3 separate regions of the Mus musculus genome follow, and regions 1 and 2 are each linked to region 3. Evidence: chromatin contacts called from public HiChIP or PLAC-seq and promoter capture Hi-C data. All regions are on one chromosome and are shown on one strand. Each heading gives the region's core, a stretch centred on a gene start, on an enhancer-like site or on the middle of the called end of the contact. The rest is flanking DNA. Distances are from core to core; before and after follow the strand shown. Region 1 holds the start of Lrba (LPS-responsive beige-like anchor). Region 2 has its middle 5.4 kb from the start of Gm23025. Region 3 overlaps Lrba (LPS-responsive beige-like anchor).

Evidence for each region. Promoter capture Hi-C pulls out the DNA fragments that hold promoters and counts their contacts. HiChIP or PLAC-seq counts read pairs in DNA pulled down with a chosen protein or histone mark.
Region 1: a promoter capture Hi-C map of pre-B cells shows a contact between it and region 3, with 7 times the contacts expected there. The contact joins the promoter of Lrba here to the enhancer-like site in region 3. A contact is called at or near these places in 16 of 39 promoter capture datasets (the 3T3-L1 cell line, 3T3-L1-derived adipocytes, the C10 cell line and 11 more), 1 of 484 Hi-C or Micro-C datasets (granulocyte-monocyte progenitors), 11 of 115 datasets of contacts at active chromatin or transcription factors (embryonic forebrain, embryonic limb bud, embryonic midbrain and 6 more) and 3 of 9 other capture datasets (adipose tissue, liver and pancreatic islet).
Region 2: an H3K27ac HiChIP or PLAC-seq map of large pre-B cells shows a contact between it and region 3, with 4 times the contacts expected there. The contact joins two enhancer-like sites. A contact is called at or near these places in 2 of 115 datasets of contacts at active chromatin or transcription factors (acute myeloid leukemia and large pre-B cells) and 1 of 9 other capture datasets (embryonic stem cells).

The regions. Positions count from the first base shown.
Region 1 is chr3:86,221,807-86,226,332 of GRCm38.p6, forward strand. Lrba (LPS-responsive beige-like anchor) reads left to right here and starts at 2,884. Exons shown (of 57, transcript NM_030695.2): 1 at 2,884-2,948; 2 at 3,263-3,698. The coding sequence starts at 3,483.
Region 2 is chr3:86,194,554-86,199,056 of GRCm38.p6, forward strand. No RefSeq gene overlaps it. Among named protein-coding and RNA genes, the nearest start is that of Gm23025, 5.4 kb to the left of the region's middle. Within about 2 kb of position 2,123, at least 48 of the 459 cell types and tissues checked have an H3K27ac peak or open chromatin away from gene starts, as enhancers often do.
Region 3 is chr3:86,756,310-86,761,308 of GRCm38.p6, forward strand. Lrba (LPS-responsive beige-like anchor) reads left to right here. Exons shown (of 57, transcript NM_030695.2): 53 at 1,073-1,240. Among named protein-coding and RNA genes, the nearest start is that of Gm52625, 8.5 kb to the left of the region's middle. Within about 2 kb of position 2,427, at least 46 of the 459 cell types and tissues checked have an H3K27ac peak or open chromatin away from gene starts, as enhancers often do. A contact at or near this core is called in granulocyte-monocyte progenitors, hematopoietic stem and progenitor cells, memory CD8 T cells and 2 more, where this site is marked.

The sequences.
Region 1 (4,526 bases), core at 1,634-4,133, 530 kb before region 3:
GTTTTTGATGTATGCTTAAGATAAGGAAAATTAGAAAAATCAAAATCTTCCGACTTAATTCCAAGACATTGATATCAGATAGATACAAATTAAATGGCAACAAGAAACTGGAACCTGGCTTTGCAGAAGGCAAGCTTACCCTTGCTCCATTTTTCTCATTCTACCCCCCCCCCCTCACTTTCTCTTCCCCACATCCTCCCTTGTGTGTATAATACAGCTGAAACCGTATTATAAACTTAGCTGTAGATAGCTCATATGAAGGCTTTTGACTAGACTAACTTTCATTAGATCTAACTAATAAAAAACTGTTTTCATAATATCAAAATATCTATGGTAGCACAATTTTCCTCAATTCAAATGGTAGCAAGAGCTTTCAGGAAGAATTAAAGCAGGTCACTTCAGTGTTTGATTTAATCCCCATTAATATAGGATAGAGTATTTACAATATAGTTACATCAAGGAGCTTATGAATTGATGGGCAGTTTAGCCCAAAGTATCCCTCAGGATGGTGTACATCTAAACGGCAATCTACAGGGATTGTACTTTAACCAGGGCTGGGCTAGCCCAAGTTTTCTCTTCTGCATTTACTGTACTTCTTTCGGCAGTAAAACTACTAAGAAAAGTAGGTGGTGACAAAAGTGCTGGGAAATGATTTTTTAAAGTGTGTAATTTGTTTTGAAATAGTTAAGTAGTTGTCTTGTAACAGCTTTTGCTTCCCAGGTAAAGGAGCATTACCAATAATCTCAAAAATGCATGAGACACGTACCTTATCCTGGATCCTTGAGACTGTGTGACTTGAAAAGGGTTTGACTGTGACCATTTTCATTCTTACCATCCATCTGCTTTTATTAGAAGGTATTCATCAACAAATTATTAGTGCCTATAAACTAGATATAGTAACTTAAACTATCTGCCAAATCCAAGGATGCAAAATCTTACCAGATGACTTTGGTAGCCTAATCATGGCTCCCACATTCAAAATAGAAATTGGTAGAAGGTCAAGAAGGTCAAGTGAATGTTTTCTTGATCCTGCAGGGACATCTCACTCCCTTATTTCAGATTTACACACTGAGATCCAAGGAATTTGTTTGTTTGTTTGTTTTCCTTCTTCAGGGATTTCAGCAACAGGTGGCCAGTGATGTTAACTCTAACAGTAAAAGTTCACAAATCAGCAATTCACAGAATTAGAAAAATGTCTGCCTTATCTTTGGAATTTGTAAATCCATTCTGAGGCAACCTAATTTCTTTTAAGAAGCTTCCTTTTGAGTATTTAAAAAAGGTGCAATAAACTAAACACACTTCGTTGCTAGAATCTTTTCTGATGTTGCTTCTCTTAAGTATCCATGTGACAGCTAAAACGGTCTATTTTTCAAGGATGTTTCAAATAATACCTTTTCAAGTGAACCATTTCATTTCTCAAACTCATCTACGTTTCTTTGGATTCCTTCAGAGTACTTTGATTACTTCATCCCGTCATTTTTAGGAACCTGGGAGTATTTTAGTACTTTAAAGTCTTATCCCAGAGAATACTAATAGAACAACTACCTCCTCTATGTTCATTTTATTTTATACTAATGCACCAGGATCAATGCTTTGCCATCATCAGAGGCAGTGAAGAGAATGACAACATTAGACTATGACAATTTGTACTGGCTTCAAATCCTCATTTATATATATTTAAAAGCATCTATAATGAGGCAAACTTAACTTCCACACTGGGAAATTGAGAGGAACCCCCTTTCCCATTTCCAGCCCCCCCCCAACCCCCCCGGTGAATCCCGCCTCCACAGCTCCGAGCAGCTGTCTGAGGAATGAATCCTCTACTCCTTAGAATGTGGGAGAGCTTTGCTGGGGCGGCAGCTGCCAGGCAAGGAATCCTCCCAGTCGCTGTCCCTCCCCTCCGAGCAGCGGCAGCTGCCAGGGCATCCCAGTGGAAATCTTTCCCAGTTAGCGCCGCGGGCGGGCAGGCAGCAGCTGAGCTCAGTCAGGGGTGGAGACTGCTCCCCAGAGGCTCCAGCGCCGCCACCTCAACGACTCCTAAGTCCCTCAGGTGTCCTTCTCCAAGTCCAACACGAGGACACCTTGACAACGTGGGGCGGGTACCCTCGGCGCTCAGAGACCTGCTGTTGCACAGCACCCGCCTCCCGTTCGTCGCCAAAGCACAGTCTGGGCGAAGAGTGCGAGGGAAAAGCGCGCCGCTCGCGGCTCTACCTGAGCAGCGCGCTCTCGAGGCGCGCTCCCGCCCGCGTGGCACCTCCAGCGAGCGCGCGTGCTCTGCTCCGCCACTCACCCGCGATTCTCCGGGCCCGCCCGCACGTCCCCTACTAAGCCGCCTCCGCTAGGGCGCCCGCCCGCTCGCTCGCTCGCCCGCCCCACCACCCCGCGCGCTCGCGCTCGCGCACGCGCACGCCGCGCCCGGCGGCCCTCGGCGCTGTCATGGCGGCGAGGAGCAGCTTCAGTAGGCATAGGGGTAGTCCCGCGCGCCGTAGCCCGGCGTTCTGTGGCAGTAGCATCCTCGGCCACCGCGGCGGCACGAGCCGCGGCGTCGCCCCCGCCTGCAGTAGCTGCGTTTGCAAGGGCTGAGCGCAGGGGTGGGGCGGCCTAGGGAAGCACGGAGTTCTAGGCAGCCGCCGGGCTCCCGGGGAGCGGACTAGGGAAACTTGAAGGCTGCGACCAGGTGCCTTGACCTTTCTCTCCCCGGTCCCGTCCCGGTCCCTGTCCCCGTCCCCGCAGGCGCGTCGGGCCTGCCTTCCCGCCCCAGCACACACCTCCCTTCCTCTCCTCAGCCGAGCTCAGGTGCCCGGGCGAGGTGCTCCACTCCTCCCCCTGGGCCGAGCGCTGAGGAGAATCACCGCCCCCTTCCCCCGCCTTTTCCTGCCCTGGATCTCCGCCGCCACCTCCGTCTCGCTGCGCCCCGGCGGGGGTGAGGACGAGGCCGGAGTCTCCGGGTGAGGAGGAACTTTGGACCTCAGTGGTCGCAGGGGCCCCCCGTCCTCTGCCGGCGACAGTCCCCCGCGGTGCACCTGCCCGCGCCCACCACCTGCGCGGGCTGGGGGGGGGGGGGGAGGAGTGAGCCTGCTCGCCGGCCTGGAGGACCCGCCTTCGGCGGAGCGGGCGATGGAGCCCGGGAGGAGCGGCCGGCCGGCTGGCCCTTGGGGTGCCCTTAGTAACTTATTTGACAGACAGTAACTATTTCCCTCTCCTCCCTAAAAAATCCCACGACAGACCTACCCTATTTAACAGATGTTTAATCTTCCAATAGGCTTTGGCGTTGTTGTCAGCCTCCGGGAGAGAGATTGGACAAATAGTCTCCAAGAGGAGGAGGGCGACGACCAAGGACTTTCCTGCTTTTTTGGGTTTCTCCGCAAGTTGGAACAGAGACCCTTTTTGGTTTAGCGTTTGCGTGTGTGTTGGTGCCTCTTCTCCGTGCAGCGACTGCTGGCCCAGGGTGACTCTGACTTGTCCTTTCTCGTGAACTAGTCATGGCTAGTGAAGACAATCGTGCCCCTTCCCGGCCACCAACAGGTGATGACGGGGGAGGTGGAGGGAAAGAAGAAACCCCTACGGAAGGGGGTGCGCTGTCTCTGAAGCCGGGGCTCCCCATCAGGGGCATCAGAATGAAATTCGCCGTGCTGACGGGGTTGGTTGAAGTTGGAGAAGTGTCCAATAGGGATATTGTAGAAACTGTCTTTAACCTGGTAAGTAGATCAATATTTTATAAGCATATACTTTTCTCGGTGAGTTGGGGAGCAAGACGAAGTTGGGGTCATGTGCTTCACTCAATCTAATGGCTTTTTCCACGGATAGACACAAAATTCTACTTGACCTAAATGGAGCAATTACTTGTATTTCAGTTTAAAGAGAATTATGCAAAATTTGATGCTTCAGGTTTTCAATGAACATGAACAGATCACCTTTGTGCTAATTAAGCAAGTGTTGATGTGGAAGTATATTTGTGTGTGTATGTGTGTGCATGTGTGTGTGTAGTCAGGTGTTCAATGGAGAATTTGGATGTAACTTTTTTTTCCTCTTGGAGTGTATGTTTAAGCCTGCGATTTTTCTCTTTAATATTTTGAATAAATGACTTTTTTTTTTTTGGACTTGGGAGCTAATGTAAGTTTTTGCCTAAGTTATGTTTTGCTATAGTTAGTTTTAAATACAGAATTCATGTTCATAGTGCTGATATAGGCTAACTTGTAAATTAGTATTTTTAAAATTCTGGCTACTTTTAGTTTTAGAAATAACTAACCAAGGTTGAATTTTGCAGTGGGTTTAGGGTTATCTTGTGATAATTGAATGTCAATTTGAAAAAGGCCTGAGGCAGCCACAGTGTGAGCTTGATACTTTTGTAAATTTGTGTTTATCATTGAAACAAACTTGGTCATTGGAAGTTGTTGATTATACTATGGTGGGCAATGGCTTATTTTAAGTGGATATGAGATACTTTCTTTTTTTCTTTTTCCATTCCATTTTTAGAAATTAGTTTTAGTGGAGCCTTTAGACTTTAGTTTTCTGTTGCTTATAAA
Region 2 (4,503 bases), core at 873-3,372, 560 kb before region 3:
CCATCACTGGAAAGAGAGGCCCATTGGACTTGCAAACTTTATATGCCCCAGTACAGGGGAACGCCAGGGCCAAAAAAGGGGAGTGGGTGGGTAGGGGAGTGGGGGTGGGTGGCTATGGGGGACTTTTGGTATAGCATTGGAAATGTAAATGAGCTAAATACCTAATAAAAAATGGAAAATAAATGTAAATGAAATAAATACCCAATAAAAAAGAAAAAAAGAATACAGCTTTTGCTGTACATATGCAGCTAGAAAAAAAAAGATTAAAAAGAATGTAAAGTAGGGCTGGGGATATACATAGTTTGTTGGTTGTGGTAGTTTGAATAGGTTAGGTCCCCACAGACTCATGTGTTTGAATGTTTGGCCCACAGGGAGTGACATTATTAGGAGGTGTGTTCCTGTTAGATTGGGTGTAGCCTTGTTGGAGGAAGTGTGTCACTATGGGGGGTAGTCTTTGAGGTCCAATGCTCAAGCTCTGCCCAACACAGAGAGGAACCTCTTCTTGGATTACTTTGGATCAAGATGTAGAACTCAGTTCTGTCTCCAACACCATGTCTGCCTGGTGCAGCAGTTATGCCTATAATTTCAGCACTGGTTAGGAGGAGATAGGATCCATTCCTATAGTTTGCTTGTTAGGCAGATAAACTAAATTGGTGTGCTCAAGGTTCAGTGAAAGACCTTGTCTCAAAAAATAAGGTGGTATGGAGGGAAATACCTTTAATATTGGTAATGTGGCAGGCAGATCTTTGTGAGTTCAAGGCCAGCTTATCTACAAGACTCAGATGCCTAGGTCTGACCATTGAGCTCCATGTGTACCTGTACATATGCACACAAAAATATGCCTATACAATGCACACACACACACACACACACACACACACACACACACACACAGAGAGAGAGATAGAGATAGAGAGAGAGAGAGACTTTGCATTTCTGTTAAAGAAAATAAAACACTTGTCTAATAACCCTGGTTGAAATAAGAGTAAAGCCCAGAAGAGCTAGGCGTTTTCTTCTTTCTTTCTTTCTTTCTTTCTTTCTTTCTTTCTTTCTTTCTTTCTTTCTTTCTTTCTTTCTTTCTTTCTTTCTCTCTCTCTCTCTCTCTCTCTCTCTCTCTCTCTCTCTCTCTCTCTCTTTCTTTTTCTTTTTTCTTTCGAGATAGGGTTTCTCTGTATAGCCCTGGCTGTCCTGGAACTCACTCTGAAGGAGTGCACCACCACACCCAGCAGGAGTTTTACTTTTCATGGGGCAGTGGTGGCACAAACCTTTAATCTCAGCACTCAGGAGGCAGAGACAGTCCCATCTCTGTCAGTTCAAAGCCAGCCTGGTCTACAGGTGCAAGTTTGTTTGTTTGTTTGTTTGTTTTAATTAAAAAATGTTTTATTTCACAAAAGATAAAATGAGAAGAAAGGCACATAGAGACTTACATTTAAACTATTTGTAGAAATAGAACAGGAGAGTGAAATATTCCCTGTGGAGCAGAAAGCATAGTTTGTTTACACTGTGGTGAGAGGTTTAGGACAGAGGATAATCACAGCAGAAATTCTCTGTTCAGAAGCTAGCTGAGCAAGAGATAATTCCTACAATTAGCGTACCGCGGCACCAGGGGCGGCTCGGATCACTGTGCCGAACCGCCCACGATGTGCCAGCCGGATCTCAGCCGCACAGCAAGAGCAAGGATCACAAACTACACCAGCGGTGGCACTCGGAATGCTTAAAAGGAACAGTTAGGAAGCTTTTCTCACTTACCAGCACTTTACTGGGAATGTAAAAACTGCGCACAAAGATCCCTTATAGTTAAAAACAATCATCTATCGGTGTGAAACGTGGTCCTGACCTGAGACCTACCATGTCCACACCCCACGTTTAACTAACCTCAAGTAGAAAACATTTAAAACATTGCATCTGTGTTGAACATTCAGCTCTTGGTACAGCATTTACGTTACACTGGGCACTAGCAGTTTAGCTAAAGTAATCTAGAGATTAAATAAATTATGCAGGCTCTGTAACACTAGCCATTTTAAATAAAGGATGTGAGCATCCTGCTGTCTGCAGGGGCTCCTAGAACAACCCTGCTATGCACCAAAGGAAACAGTGTACTTTGATAACTAAGGAAACACTATGAAGAAATAAAGCCCATCTGTAAACCCACAGACTTATATTTACAACAGGATGTGGCCTTCCCATCTGACTGACGGCAACTGAATTCTTCTAGCTGCTTAAGCACGAAACTTTAAAATTAGCCCTACTTCTCCCTTTCTTTCATATTTTAGACTTCAAACCCATACTCAAAATATATATCTTCAGAGTTTGAGCACTTTCTAACATTTCTGCTGCAAAGACCGAGGTCAAAACCATGACGTGCTTTTGGCATGCTTAGCTTAGAAGGCAACAACTCTTTTCATAGTTTCTTAGAGAATTTTTATCTTGAAGGGTTACTGAAGGCTTTTCTGTATTGATTACAATGTTCATATGACCCCTGCTCTTGAATCTATTTATAAAAATGCTTATTGATTTCCATATATTGAACCAAAGTTGCATCCCTGGAATGAAACTTAGTTGGTCAAGTGGGTACTGCTTAATGGATTCTGGAGTTTGATTTACAAAAATTTCATTGAGCATTTTTGCATCTATAGTAATTAGGGAAATATTTACAATTGCTATACCTTCTTAGATGAACTTTCCCTTTATTAAGATGTTTGGTTGGGCAGTGGTGGCACACGCCTGTAATCCCAGCACTTGGGAGGCAGAGGCAGGCAGATTTCTGAGTTCAAGGCCAGCCTGATCTACAGAGGGAGTTCCAGGACAGCCAGGGCTACACAGAGAAACCGTGTCTCAAAACACCAAAAAAAAAAAAAAAAAAAAAAAAGAAAAAAGATGTAGTAGTTTTTATCTCTTCTTTTTTGGTTCAAGTCTCTTCTCAGACATCTGTATAGATATATTGATTTGGTTTTGGTTTCTATTTGCTTGATAAAATGTTTTTTATTATCTCTCTTTTTTTTAAGATTTAGTTTATTTATATGTTTACACTGTAACTGTTTCCAGACACACCAGAAGAGGGTGTCAGATCCCTCTACAGATGGTTATGAGCCACCATGTGGTTGCTGGAAATTGAACTCAGGACCTTTGGAAGAGCAGACAGTGCTCTTAACCACTGAGCCATCTCTCCAGCCCCATGTTTTTTATTCTTTAATTCTTAAGTCTTTGGATTTTTTTTTTCTTTTTAAACTCATGAGATATGTTTTTTAGAGACCACAGAGAATAGGATCTAAGTTTTAAATCTAGCCAGCCAGTCTATGTCTCTTTTTGGCAAGTTGTTACTGAGAAGTATTTACTAATTCCTATAATGTTGTTGCTTTTCTCATAGGCTGGATTATTGTTTGACTTTATCTTCTTCCCCATTAGGATTAAGGATCTGCTGGTTGACTGTGAAGACATGATGGCTCCTAGCTCTCTCATCTACTCCTCTCTACATTTATTCTTGTTCTTTTGCAACTGAGAGTCCTCCTTCTGTACACATTACTCTTCTCCATGGATTATTCTGTAACACTGGATCAGTGATAATGAGTTCCCTTACTTTGTGCTTGTATTGATAGGTGATTATTTTCCTATAAAATTTAAAATGTAGTAGGTTTATTAGATATGGATCTTGGTTGGTAGTTATAACTTTTAGGGCTTCAGATATATTATTTGAGCTTTCTTAACTTTTAGAAATGCTGACAAGATATCTGATGCTATTCTGACATTTCTATCTTTGTAGATGACTTGGTATTTTTTCCCTTACAGCTTTTAATAAAGTTTCTTTGTGCCGGGCAAGATGGCACACGCCTTTAATATCAGCACTCAGGAGGCAGAAGCAGGCAGATTTCTGAGTTCGAGGCCAGCTTAGTCTACAAAGTAAGTTCCAGGGCAGCCAGGGCTATACAGAGAAACCCTGTCTCAAAAAACCTAATAATAATAATAATTACTATTATTATTATTATTATATTTCTTTACTTTGCATTTTTGACATCTTGAGTATAATACATTATAGATTCTTCTTTGCTTACATCTATTCAGAGGTCTCAATGGCTCTTGTATTTCGATATCCCTATTTTCCCTCTAGATTTGAGGAATTTTCTGCTTTGATTCTTGTGCCTTTAGTTTTATTTCAGATCCTTCATCTATCTCATGGGTCTTTGAATCTTATTCCTTAATCATATTCTAGAGTTTTTAGATGATGTACTCCTGTGAGTTTCATGTTAACTTTTCCTTATTGGTGTTGGAATGCAATATTTCACCAGGCTTGTTCTCTATTCATCACAGCCTTCTCTTCTCGCTCAAGCCAACTGGTGATGCTTCCCACTGTGTGTGTATACACCCAGGATGTGTGTATATGTGTGTGTCTATTTATATGTGGTTCCCCTTAGAAAGAGTTTTACTATAGCTCAGAATGACCTTGAACTTGCCTTAACCTTCCACCTCCAGCCATGTGCTGGAATTACAGCTGTGTACCATCATACT
Region 3 (4,999 bases), core at 1,177-3,676:
AAAAGGGGAAAAGCTACATAGTATCTTTAGATACCAGTCTTTAATTGAGAACTTAGACTTTTGGATATTGTTTTGCATGTTCCAGGTTGAAATGATTTTTTCAGTTTCCTTAACATCTTAGTTGTAATTTTGTCCTACTGACTCACTTCCTTTTAAAGCCATGCTGAATATTGAGGGCAGGCGTTCCGTAATTTGTAGACTCTAGACTTTTCAATGGAAAATGTTAACTATTTAACTAGAGTGACATAGAGGGGCTGCAATACCTAATTCTTTAGATGAGTCTATAAATGACATCACAGTGTTAGTCAGGCAGAATCGCCACACCAAGGACTTGTTTTTTGTTTCTAACACTGTTATGTGAAGTGCACTCTTCCTGGGTTTGAAGCCCTGTCTGTCTGTGTGTACACTGCCTAGGTTCTTATGCACTGTTCTCAGTCCTCCCATTAAACCACTATAATCTTGATTTCATCATCACCTCAAAGGAAGTTTCATCATTCAGAGAATGAGAGCAAAGAAAGAGTGGCAGGGTTTGAATTGCAACCATGATAAACTGTTACTTTGATCAAAAGTTAGTCCATGGAGTCCTGGTTTGGAAAAGTAGAAACTCTCTTCAAGGTGACCTAAGAACAAAAGAGCTTCCATATATATCATGAACTCAGGCGAGACTGCGAGTGAGCCAAGCCCTGGAAGTCAGCAGGCTTTGGGTTTGTGTCACAGAGTAACTCAAGAAAGTGTTAAATGGCTCCAGTGTAAGTGTTCTCCTGGGCTGCTTTAACCAGAAAATATTATTCTTTAGTAATTTATAGTAGCTGTTCATAAGGATATGGTGTCCTCATACCCAAGTATTTGTTGAAATAGTTTTAACATATGCCTTTCTAAAATCTTATCACTATTCAATTGATTTTTCTCACTATTATAAGTAGCATTTAAAAACAAACAAAAAAACCCTGCCAGGTCAGAACGTTCTAAGATCTGAATTGTCACGGCAGCATTGTCTTGCGGGTTATGTATTTGATAGAAGTTTGCCTTGTCTTTTAATTGTGCCTTAAAGAAAAATTGTTTTATATTTCAGGAAAATTGATCCAAGTGGTGTTTGGCCATTGGGATGTTGTCACTTGCCTAGCTCGCTCTGAGTCGTACATAGGGGGAAATTGTTACATCCTCTCGGGGTCACGTGACGCAACTCTTCTTCTGTGGTACTGGAATGGGAAGAGCAGCGGGATTGGAGATAACCCTGGCGGTAAGTACAAGCTTGTTTTTAAAGTGAGCTTTCTACATCATATAGAAGACTAGCACCTTGGGTAGAAGCTCTTCCATCATGGTGAGAATGAAACTGAATCACCCAAGTAGCTGATTTCTAAATTCACTGATAATTCATGTTCATATGTGAACCCCTTGTTTTCATGTTATACCCATGCTTGGCTGCACTAGTGTCACCAGCTAAAGTAGAGGTGTTCTCATGAACAATATAACCTGTAACATAAAAGAGAAATTACATATTTTCTTGTTGATTGAATTCATGTTTTAAAAAAGAAAATTAAAAGTTATAATTCCGGAAATCTACAACTTTATAATACTTTCATTTACATATTAAAAGATAAAACAGGTCATAAAAGGCCAATATGGAAGATTCAAATCGGCTCCTGGCTTTTCAGATGGGAAATGGAAATGTTCACCAACAGCATTAAATTCCTTCAGAAACTGCTGAAGGCAGTAAAACAACAACAAAAAAATGTGTAACCATTTAAAATTGTAATTCACAGAAGGCAAAAAAGGAAACAGCCACCATTAAAATCAACCGCACACAGCTGCAGTCAAGAGATGGCTTTAAAAAACACATTAAGAAGTAGGAAAAACAATTAAAGGGACCACCTGAAAAATGAGAATTTAATTAAAATGATTATGACAACAGAGAAGAGTTCCTGTAAGAATAGCTATAGATTTCTATCTCATAAGGTAGACTCTGTGACTGTTCTTAAATATTTACCGTGTTTTAATTGAGAGCTGCTTGCAGTGTATTTGGCTAAGGAAAGCTCATGTTATTACCTGAATACTGCACCTTGTCTGGGTGTAAATGTATTTCACCTTGTCACATTTTCGATTGACTTCTCTGGGTTGTGAAAAAAATGGGTAGTACTTGTGTGACAGTGAACACTTTGTTCAAAAAATGCTAATATTTATTTCGTAAAATGCAAAGTTTTTTTAAAGCTATTTTTTTTCTTTTTATGCACTTGAGAGATTTTTGCATTAGATCACAAACATTGTATTCAGTTAATATCTAATGGACCTATTTCTGACTTTAATCAAAGATAATCTTATATGTGAATAGAATAGAAAAAAGTTAAAGTTCTGATACTGTGGGCAATCCAGTCTCAGCGGTCAGAGTGAGCTGTAGTGTGTGTTTGTACTTTGGGGAAGTGTGCTTTGTGCACATCTCTGACTTACACAGACAACTCTGCTTTATATATAATTACAATTAACGTAAAAGGATAGAACACTCGGGGGCTTGGATTTTCTAAATATATACTATGACCCTTTGATTGCTGTGGTGGCCTCTGATGCCTCTCCCGTCCTGGCCTCCTAGATTGAGTGACTACTTTCAGTTTCTCTTTTCCTGTTTTTCTAAATATAAGAGTAATTATATCAGGCAAACCTAAATTTGGTAATACATAAATCTACCAGTTTGTTATTTGTCTCTCAAAGAATTTAGGAAAGCCTTTTTCTTGCCTTACAACGTTTTGTGCATGTATAGCAGTTTGTACCCACGAAGACAGATATGTGAGTCTTTGTTTTTCACTCATCGTGATTACCTTCTCTATGATACGCAGTTTCCAGCCTTGTGTATTCTGAGAAACAGCTAAAGCCCTACTGGCTATTCCTGCATGGAACTGTATAGCATTTCAGAGATTTAATTATGTTTTAAAATTAGAAAACTTTAGATTTTCAGAGTATTTTATATCTACTTACACATTAAATGATATATGCATGTATTTAAATATGTTGTTTATTTAAGTACCTTACAAATTGCCCTAGAGATGGTTTTTGTATGTATGTCATTTAAATAGTGAATCAAGAAGGAGTGATCAAACACTGAGATTCACTGTAAGAGAAATCTAAGTTCCTGGCTCTGCTGTGCCTCCCCCCCCCCTTTCTCTCTCTCTCTCTTCTCTCTCTCTCTCCCTCTCTCTCTCTCTCTCCCTCTCTCTTGTCTGTAAAATAAAGCAATGGTAGGAACTGTTATCAGAGGCACAAGGTGTTCAGCAGACATAAATCACTTCACAGACTCCATCTTGGCTACATATTAAAATGTTGCATGCAATGTCCACCATTCTCTCGTCTGAAACATGGTGGGCAGTAACACCTAGAAATGTACACAATGAAGAAGAGAAAAAAACAGAAACACAGAACATCTAATACAATTTTCAGAAAACTGTAATGTATTTTGAATAACTTATATTACCTCATCTTTTCTGGCCCTTTTATAATATCTGATGCTCCAATTCAATTTCACTTTACCTTTGAAGAACGAGTCTGTAAGAAAGACAAACAGGTACTTTTTCTTACTCTGAGAATTTATACACATTAGGGAAAAAGATTAAAAAGCCAATCTAAGCTTTTAAAAACAAATAGCAGACAGTCTCAACTGGTTCAGTTCTCTGATCCTCTGGCACAGCGAAAGCTGTGAGCAGCCACTGAAGGCTGAAGCCGATGCCTCAGATGAGCGAGCGTCCAGACTCCTGCCTCCGCTATGTCTCAAAGCGACAGGAAGACCCCTGAGAACGGCCACATGCTGGCATGCACACACTTGTAGGATGGCTGGTAAATACACAGGAGTACTTTAACCTCAATATTTTTATTACATGAAAGGAAACAAAAAAAGAGGTGGAGAGCATCCTATTGCTTTTTTCTGCATTTTATAGTTCCTAGGTTCAGCAATTTAATTTTATTTTAAATTCTAAAATTACAAGAAGAGTTAGTGATTTTACTTGCAAGGATCATAAGCAAGAGCCAAATACCATTTTCTTCAAATCTAATAATTGTTGCTATATAGAGAGTTGGTAGCTGTGTAACTATTTTAACCTAATGTTATACAATGTTAATATGTGTATTAGTTGGATAAAAATCAGGGTAACTCAACTTGGATAAAACCTATAAATAGTATAATTTGGAGCTTTAAAAATGACTTGGATGTTTTATGAAACCTGTCTAGATCATGCAGCCAAAGGCTTGCTCTCCGCAGGCAGACAGGCCGTTTTTCACCTTTGGCTCTATTGTCTTGCGATGGTTATCTGCTGTGGAATGCAGCTTTCCAATAAGAAGGCTGAAAATAGTCTTCCACTTGGTTGTGGATGGTTTTTGTAACATTAACCAGGACCATTTCAACGAAAGGTGTTTTCTGCAGAAAGCTCCGCACCTTGTGAGCTCACCCCAGTCCGCTCTCTTAGGCCAAGATTCCTCCAGTGAAAGGTTTTCCCTTCAGAACAATGCAGGCCGGACCAGACCACCTCCTCCAAATTCTCAGAAAGTATGCTCCTTTGGTTCACTAAATTGGTATTTAAATTAAACACTTCCAACTTTGGCATGATTGTCCTTATACAAACAAGATGAAAACATACAACAGTTATTATTTATTCACTAATTTATATTACACTCATAAATCATAAACTGGGATTTAGAAACTAACCATGTATGCCACACTTTTAGGTTTCAAAGTAATTTTTCTTTACAGCCTCAGTCTATTAGCTTTTGGAACAAATGGTTGCCGAATGTGAGGGTGCTGCATAGATTTGTGTGTGTACTATTTCAGTAAAGTACTTTAACATTCTTGCATTCTGGTTTTGATTTGATGGAAAGGTGGCATTTTTTTTTTTCCTCTTTGCAATCAGACATGCTAATCTATGTCAGCTTTCTCCTTATGGGAATGGCGTCTATGGGGGGCTGGTATGGGTTATATAACAACAAGATTCTGTTCTTTAAGAATATTTCAGCACCGTTAATT